2 separate regions of the Mus musculus genome follow, and region 2 is linked to region 1. Evidence: chromatin contacts called from public HiChIP or PLAC-seq data. All regions are on one chromosome and are shown on one strand. Each heading gives the region's core, a stretch centred on a gene start, on an enhancer-like site or on the middle of the called end of the contact. The rest is flanking DNA. Distances are from core to core; before and after follow the strand shown.

Evidence for each region. HiChIP or PLAC-seq counts read pairs in DNA pulled down with a chosen protein or histone mark.
Region 2: a contact with region 1 is called in an H3K27ac HiChIP or PLAC-seq map of microglia, with 6 times the contacts expected there. The contact joins two enhancer-like sites. A contact is called at or near these places in 1 of 39 promoter capture datasets (hippocampal neurons), 1 of 484 Hi-C or Micro-C datasets (nephron progenitors), 1 of 115 datasets of contacts at active chromatin or transcription factors (microglia) and 3 of 9 other capture datasets (adipose tissue, embryonic stem cells and liver).

What each region holds. Positions count from the first base shown.
Region 1 is chr1:171,574,769-171,578,750 of GRCm38.p6, reverse strand. Cd244a (CD244 molecule A) reads right to left here. Exons shown (of 9, transcript NM_018729.2): 4 at 1,404-1,508; 5 at 782-936. Among named protein-coding and RNA genes, the nearest start is that of Gm35200, 15 kb to the right of the region's middle. Within about 2 kb of position 1,855, at least 13 of the 459 cell types and tissues checked have an H3K27ac peak or open chromatin away from gene starts, as enhancers often do. A contact at or near this core is called in microglia, where this site is marked.
Region 2 is chr1:171,955,342-171,959,323 of GRCm38.p6, reverse strand. No RefSeq gene overlaps it. Among named protein-coding and RNA genes, the nearest start is that of Gm37065, 38 kb to the right of the region's middle. Within about 2 kb of position 1,728, at least 29 of the 459 cell types and tissues checked have an H3K27ac peak or open chromatin away from gene starts, as enhancers often do. A contact at or near this core is called in microglia, where this site is marked.

The DNA of each region.
Region 1 (3,982 bases), core at 606-3,105:
CTCTTTAGGGCACTGAAATTCAGAGGGTTCAACTATTCTAAAGATGTGGCCATCATAAGGCTCATCTCTAGATCCAGGCTTCATGGTCGGCTTACCCTTGCCCTCAATCTAACTCCAGAGCAGAGTGAGAACCTGGGTTCTCTGACCCCAACAAAGTCAGAGAGCACGTGGCCCTTCCTTCTTCCCTCCCCTCATGTCTGCTCAGCAGAGAATTACAGATAGAAGTATTGCATCTTGCATGCCCCCACGTACATAGTGCCAAGTGAGGCTCTCATGGGGGTCAGGAAGGCCAGGAGAGTTCAGTAGCTGAACTCTCCAGAAGAAGCAGAAAAGCAGAGAAACACTGGCCCTTGTTGGCAGCTAGAAGTCAGCAGGAGATTGTTGCTTTGTTCTTCTGTCTAAACCAATGTGAATTGTCTCCAGAAATATCTTCTAATATTGCCCCATCCTCTCCCTCATTTTCCTACTCCTTTTCTTTTCTTTCTTTCTTTTTTTTTTTTTTGAAAAAGTTCTTAAATAATAGGGTAGAACCAGCTGTGGATAATGCACAAAGGAAAGCTGGCCCTGAACGGTTTCTATAAGGGAAGGCAGTGGTAGACACACTCTGCCCTTTGCTATGGATTTCTACTGAGTTCCTCCCCTTGGCAGATCTAGTACAGCACCATGTGACCCCTTCTGCCTATTTCCCATTTTCTCTGCTCTCTCTCTTTTCTCCTTTTCCTCTTTGGGTAGAGCCAGGAAACTGGTGGAGAAGAAAAGCTAGAAGGGAGCTGAACATCACCTCAGAAACACGCCTGTCCAATTCTCTTTGTCCCCTCCCATCTTCCTGGACAGCCGAGGGAGATCCAGAGGCCCTAGAGCATCCTTGTTGATCCCTGCTGGCTCGTGAGTCCTTGACATATTCATATATTGTCAAAGGTTCCTTAGGGCTGAACTCTGTGTGAGGAAGAAAATAAATACTAGAACTTCAGAAAACTTCAGAAGATTTCCTACCCAGGATTCCACTTTGCAACTCACACCTCTACCAAAAATGGTCACTATTTTTAAAATGGCTCTAGAAAACAGGCAGGTTAATGCTCTTGCCAAGATACATAAAGAGCACAAGAGCAATTACCCATGATATAAATCCTCCACCAAGCTAGGAAGTCACCGACCAAACCCAGCACCTTAGATAAATCAACATATTGGGGAACCATGCTGTAAATATAGTCGGCCCACCATAGATAGTGTGAACAGGGGGTTGTAGACTTTGGTTGCCCTTCCCAACCTGTATTCACACATATCCCAACACCTCTCCCAGGAAAAGAAGATGCTGTGTTTAGAGTATAGTCTATAGACACAGGGTCAACCCACTACACCTGAAACCTCAAGCAACAGCATCCGTTCATGAGCCTTCTACTTACGTAACTGCTTCCTCTTCTTAGTCCACACACAGAAACAAATGATGGCCCCGAGAAATAATGTAACTAGAATCACGATGATCACCCCAAAGGGCAGAAATCTGAAATCTGAGGGACACAGACGTTAGGAAGACTGAGCACCCACTGTCCCATATGTTAACTTCAGGAACTATCCCGAACCCACTGTCCTCTCTCAATGGCCTGTCTGCTCACATCCTAGGGACTCCTCACCCTTGTCACTCTTCCTCAGTTGGGTGACAAACTGGTCCAACTTATAAATTCCAGAAGACTGGTGCTGCTTACTCACCTTGCCTGAACAAAGGAGATGTTTCCTGCTTCTGAGAGCTAATTACACGATCTGGTACCTGTAAAACATCTTGTAGTGCAGCTGCTATATCTATCTACTGTTCTAACTCAGCAAATATTCACCACAGACCTACTACTATAAGCCTCCCACTTTTCCTTCCTGTTTCTTCCTTTTTTGAACTTCTACATTCACCATCTGTGTTAGACATGGATACTGATCTGTAATCCACCCAACAAGAAGAGAACAGTAAAGAATTTCACATTACAGGTGCCTGCTAATGAGATTTTCATAAACATTATCTCATTTGATCTTAACAGGAATCTTGTGAGATGCCTCTGACTATCAATCACTCCTGCTACCTAACAGAGTTGGAAACTCATAGAAACTAATTAACCTGCCTACAATCAGAGAATTACAGAAATGATGAAGCAAAGATGGCAGAGGCTCCCAATGTTCCTGTTACTATGCCTTCCCTGACTCCTGTTTGATTATTTGCTGCCCATAAAGAACTTAGTTTTGTTCCCCACCACTTGAAGAAAAGTTCATGAATAATAGGGTTGAACCAGTTCTGGCTAACACACAACGGGGAACTGGTTCTGGTCAGAGATCCTTCACAGTTTATATAGTTTCTAACCATAACACTGTATTTTTACACAAGCTTTAACCTGCAAAACTCTTTTAGGTCCCAGAAACTTGGAACAATTAAACGTGATTTACAGAAACAGAAACTGAAAGTTTGGCTCTTTGGGGACATTTCCGATGAAAAGATATTTTTAGGTATCTTGAGATAGGCCAGACATGATTTTCCGGGGCAGATGTTAACCATGGTCACCTTGCCTGGCAGAAGTGTGCTTCTCCTGATAAAAGGCAGAGAGAGGGCTTAAAAAGCAACTATCAGCCAGGGTCATCTTCTCTAAACCTCCCCTGCTCCATTTGGTATGGGAAAGAATCCTAAGGGGTAGCTGGAAGAGGCAGAGTCTTCTCCTTTGAACTTCCCAGTGACAGTGGCCCTTCCACTGCATTCTCTTTTGTGTAACTTCAAGTTTTTAAGCAAATATATTGGCAGGGAGATACTTTATAATGTTAGCTTATTACTTCAGTTTTCTCCTTCAGTATCTATACTTTGAGTTAATCCTATTCGGAACTGTAATTCCACAGAGGGGTCCTAGCATTCCTGCAGGATTCCTGCAGAAGGGACTCCTGGTTTTCTTAGCAGCAATCTTCTGGGGGCAAAGAATTCTTCCTGGGTGTTTTGATCTGGCTGCTTGCTAAGAAGTTGGAAACTACACTCACTTGGGGGCCTGTCACTGAAGAAAGGAGGCTCAGAGGCACAGGCTACTGGGTGGATTAGTGGCTCAGGGCACTATCATGATGGGGCTGCACTTCCTAGCCAGCTCTGCCCACAGCCATGCAATTTTCCTTAGGACTAAAGTGACTGATGGGAGACCTGCATGCAGAGTCCAGGCCTGAAGGTGGCACCTGGAATACTTCAGGTCCAGTCCTGTGGGAACCTAAGTGTGTTCCAGGGAAAGCTTCTGAGAACCGACTCCTTGTGCTTTCTCAGTGTTTCTCTCCTCTGAGAAAAAGGAGACGTACCTGACCACAAGATAAGAAAATGCACTTTATGAAGCCAAACTTAGCATGGTAGAAACCTGAGCCCAAAGTAAGAAGCTATGCGTATTTTCTGCTGCAAATTTAAGGATAGAGACTCTGAGGGTTGGGTTGGGTTGGGCTGAGTAGGTTGGGTTGGATTTGATGAAATGGGTTGAGTGTATAGGATTGGGTTGGGTGGGTTGAGTAGGTTAGGTTGGCTTAGGTTTGAAGGGTTGGGTTGGGTGGTCAGGATAATATTGAGTGGGCTGGGTAGGTTGAGTTAAGCTGGGTGGGGTAGGAAAAGTGGGTTGGATTGGGTTGAGTGGGTTGGGTGGGTTTAATTGGGTTGAGTGGCTTGAGTAGGTTGAGATGGGTTGGGATGGATTGGCTTGGGTTGGGTTGAGTTGGGTTGAGTTAGGTGAGTAGGATTGGGTGGACTGGCCTGGGTAGGTTGGCTTGGGTTGAATAGGTTGGGTTGGGTTTGGTGAGATACTTAGATGGGTAGAATTATGTTGAGTAGGTTTGGTAGTTGGGTAAGATGAGGTCGGTGAAGTAGGATAGGTGGATTGGGTTGGGTTGGGTTTATAGGTAAACTTGATCGGTTTACCTTTTAGTGCATGCTGATAGCACATTAAGCCTTTATCTAATAAGAAGTGATACAACTTTAACTCAGGATAAGCAA
Region 2 (3,982 bases), core at 479-2,978, 380 kb before region 1:
AAGCTATGCAGGTCACAGCGAGTTTCAGACCTATGGTATGTCTTATTGGCCAGAAGCACATCATGTGGCTTCTTCCAGCTGCAGAGAAGCTGGGGGTGGAATATTTCAATTTGTACAGTCCCCTTGTTAGATAGAGGTTGGCAAAGGGGAAAAGAGGGAGAAATGTTAGAACCCAAGTAAGCAACTTGGATTATATCTCTTCCCTTCACTTACAAGCCATCAGGTACTAGGACTTGTACAGATCGTTCCATATTGTAATGAAGAGCATTAGCTAAAGGACACAAACTTGGGGACAATGGAGCTTCTACAAATTAGTGGCAGTTAATATCATTCAGGCACATAGGACTATTCTTGGTTTTATTGTTTCCCTCTCTTACTTACTGTAAATCTTTTAAAATCATTTTAAATTTTGTTTATTATGTATGTATGTGTATATGTATGTATATATGTATGTATTTATTTATTTGTGTGTGATGCCCATATCATACATATGTTCATAACACACATATGGAGGTCAGAAGACAACTTTCAAGAGTCAGTTCTCTCCTACCATGTGTGTTCTGGGGATGGATGGAGCTCAGGATATTGGGCTTTGCAGCAAGTGTCTTTGCTAAGAGCCATCTGGACAGTCCTATTGTGAATATTTAACTTCAACTATTTTCTGTAAGTCTGTTCCTTAGAGCCTCTCCACTCTCAGCTGACTGCAGTCTGCTGAGAAAATTGAGGCCATCATATATGAAATTCCTCAACTTCCCATCTTATTCCCAAGACCCATAGTTGTAGTATTTACCTCATCCACATCCATTATGCCACACACTACTTTATGTTGATTTTACTTTTTGTACCCTAACATTTGATATCATGTGGTAGCAAGCATACCATTAGTATTAGCTGGACATTTATTGAAACCTCTTTGCAGGACTTAGCCACATCAATTATTCCTTCTTCTAAATATGTTTTTTCCTGTACCTTCAACTCTTAGTTTATACTTACTCAAATATGTATTTAAAATGTTTATTTGTTTACTTATTTGTATGTATGTATTTATCTACTACGTATGTATGTGCATGTATGCAAGCCATAGCATGCTTGTAGAGTTCAGAGGACAACTTGCAGAAGTTGGTACTCTCTTTCCACTGTGAGAGGTCCTGGGGATCAAACATAGGTGTTCAGGCTTGGCAACAAACGACTTTATCTGTTGAGCTATCTTGCCCACCTTCTAAATTTGTATTTTAAGATTTATTTTTATTTGCGTATGTGTGGGTGAGAGAGAGAGAAGAGGGAAGGGAGGGAGGGAGAGAAAAAGAGAGAGACAGAGACAGACAGACAGACACAGAGAGAGAGAGAGAGAGAGAGAGAGAGAGAGAGAGAGAGAGAGAGAGAATGCTATGTGTGCGGTACCTGCAGAATCCAGAAGATGGTGTTGGATTCCCCTGGATCTGAAGTTGCAGGTGGATTTGAACTGCCCAACGTGCTAGAATCGTACTTGGGTCCACCAAACTGTTTATCAAGACCCTCAAATTTGTATTTTGAGTCTGATATCACAAAAGATAGCAATCCCCCAACAACCCCCTTCTTCACGTGTGTTTGCAGCCCCTCATTGCTAACATGTGCTCTCTCCTAGAGAAAGACAGGTGTGTGTTCTCTGCTGAGCTCAGCTTCTGAGAAAATGGTCTCCAGTTTCAGTTTCCACTTCACTTCCACCTCTTCCTGTCATTTCTCAAGTCCTTGCTTTCCAGCTACAGTGAGAGTAGATGCTCCCTGCCGACTTCCTCCTTTCTCTCCAGACTCATATATTACTTTTCTGGAGAATTTGCTGACACATCTTTTATTTCTTGCAACTCTCCCCTTCCTTGAATTCTGTGAGGCTAGGTTCTTCCAGTTCTCCTAACTTCTATCAATTCCTGTTTCTCTTCCTGTTGGGTTCCCTGCCACTAATGCTCTTACCTAGGGCTCTTGTTATGTGATCAGCTTTCCCCACACCACACGGTATTTGCACAGTCTCAGCAGTACCCTGGCTCCAGCTTCCACTCAAATGAAAATGCTTCCCAAATGTGTAAGTCTCCAACCATATGATTTTGTTCATCTCTAAAAGATGTGAGGGGAAAAGCAGATGATGTGTATATCTGGAAGACCATCTAGGGAGGGGAACTGGAGACTTCAGAGATAAGAGTGTACTTATCGTATATGAAGAATGACAAGGGAGTCGGTGAGGATGAAGCTGAAGTCTAGGAGGAAAGTAGCAGGTGAGGACAGACAAGCAATCAGGAGGGGTCAAGTCTTAGGCTTACGGACCATTACAGACCATGAAGTGTTAGGCTTAGGGACCGTTTTAATGACTCTAGCTTTTATTGAGCTAAGAAGCACCAGGAGGGATGGAGTAGAGAGTTAGGTTCTATTGAGGGGAACTTGTGAAGAATAACACAAGAACCAGAGTGACCCAGCAGGACGCTAGCACAGTCTGTTGATGTTGGTTCTGGTGTTGGGTTCTGGACCAGGGAACCAGCAGGGGAGAGGCAGGGGAGCAGCTGATTGCAGGTCTACTTTGAAGGGAGAAGCAATAGTGTGTGAGCACAGATTGGGTGGGAAGAGCAAGAGGTAAAGGAGGATTCCAGTGTTTTTGTCGAAGCAGCTGGAAAGACAGGTTGCAATTTGATGGGTTATTTCGCTGCCAGTGAAATGAGCCAATTCAATTCAGGTTAGATTATATTAAAGGCAGGTTTATTGGGAAACTTCTCGTGGGCCAGTTCAGTAGCACCAAGGGCTGAGACTAGGGAAGTCGTCATGGGAAGAGGTTGGGGAGAGGCTGGGGAGAGGAGAAAGAAAGGGTGTACACACACACACACACACACACACACACACACACACACACACACACACAAAGAAGTGAAGGAGAGACAGAGACAGCAAATGGAGAGGTGGGGGAGGGGAGGGAGGAAGAGGAGGGGAGATTGGAAGGGAGAAGAGAGAGAGCTTGAGTTTGAGCAGGAAGAGCAAAGTGCCTGGAATATATGGGGAGGAGCCTCTGGGGAAGGGCAGTTCAGCCCCTGGGGTGGAAAATTCAAGTCTGGGGGCAGGGTGTGCCAGGTAGGGACTGAAGGATGCTTGGAGAACCTGGAGGCCAGGTCAGCGTTGGTTTGTAAAATATGCACCTCAGTCCCTTGACCGGGGGTATAAAACCAAACACAGTTTACTGAGCTGGGGGGGACACTGTGGCAAAAGCAAATTATGGGAAGATTAGGAGGGTCTGATTAAATTAGTCAATATATTAAAGAGATTTAAGTCTAAGGGTCTTGAGGCAGTTGGATAAAGAAGAGTGTAAGAAAAAAATGATAACATGAGGGGCATAAGGAGAATAGAAAGTGATTGGATTTTTAAAAAAAAAGGAATTGTAGATTCTTAAGGAGGTTAAAGGACTGATGAGTTGGGGTGTATGATATCATAAAAATGATTGAGAAGGTATTGATTAGAGACAGTGGAATGCTGGAAATGAAGATGACAGAAGAGTGAATGTGTGAAAGGCTAAAGGACTGTGTTGGGGGGCTGGTTTTGGACGCTGTTACAGTAGAGGATGACATGGGTCAAGCATCTCTGGTCTCAAAGTTATGTAAAAATTGATTTCCATCATCTCTGATTAGTGAAGAGCTCATCAGCCAATTAGGTGGGCAGAAGGGAATAAGGCAGGGCTTCAGAACCCGGAGAAAAACCACTGTAGGGAGAACAGGAGGATTCACCATGAGGATGTGATGGGAGAGAGAGCCAAGGCAAGACTCAGATGGCAAACACAAGCCATTCTGCTGGATATTAACAGCCTAGCAGGGTTAGAATAGTTCAGAACCTCCCCAGTTTGAAAATAAAAATACCAGGTTTCTATGTCTTTATTCAGGAGCTAAAATAGGCTAGAGCAGGCATAGAAACACGTTGTTACCAGGAAGCAGAAGGGGAGAAGAACCCCGCCCCCCAAAAGATTACTTTTACAGAA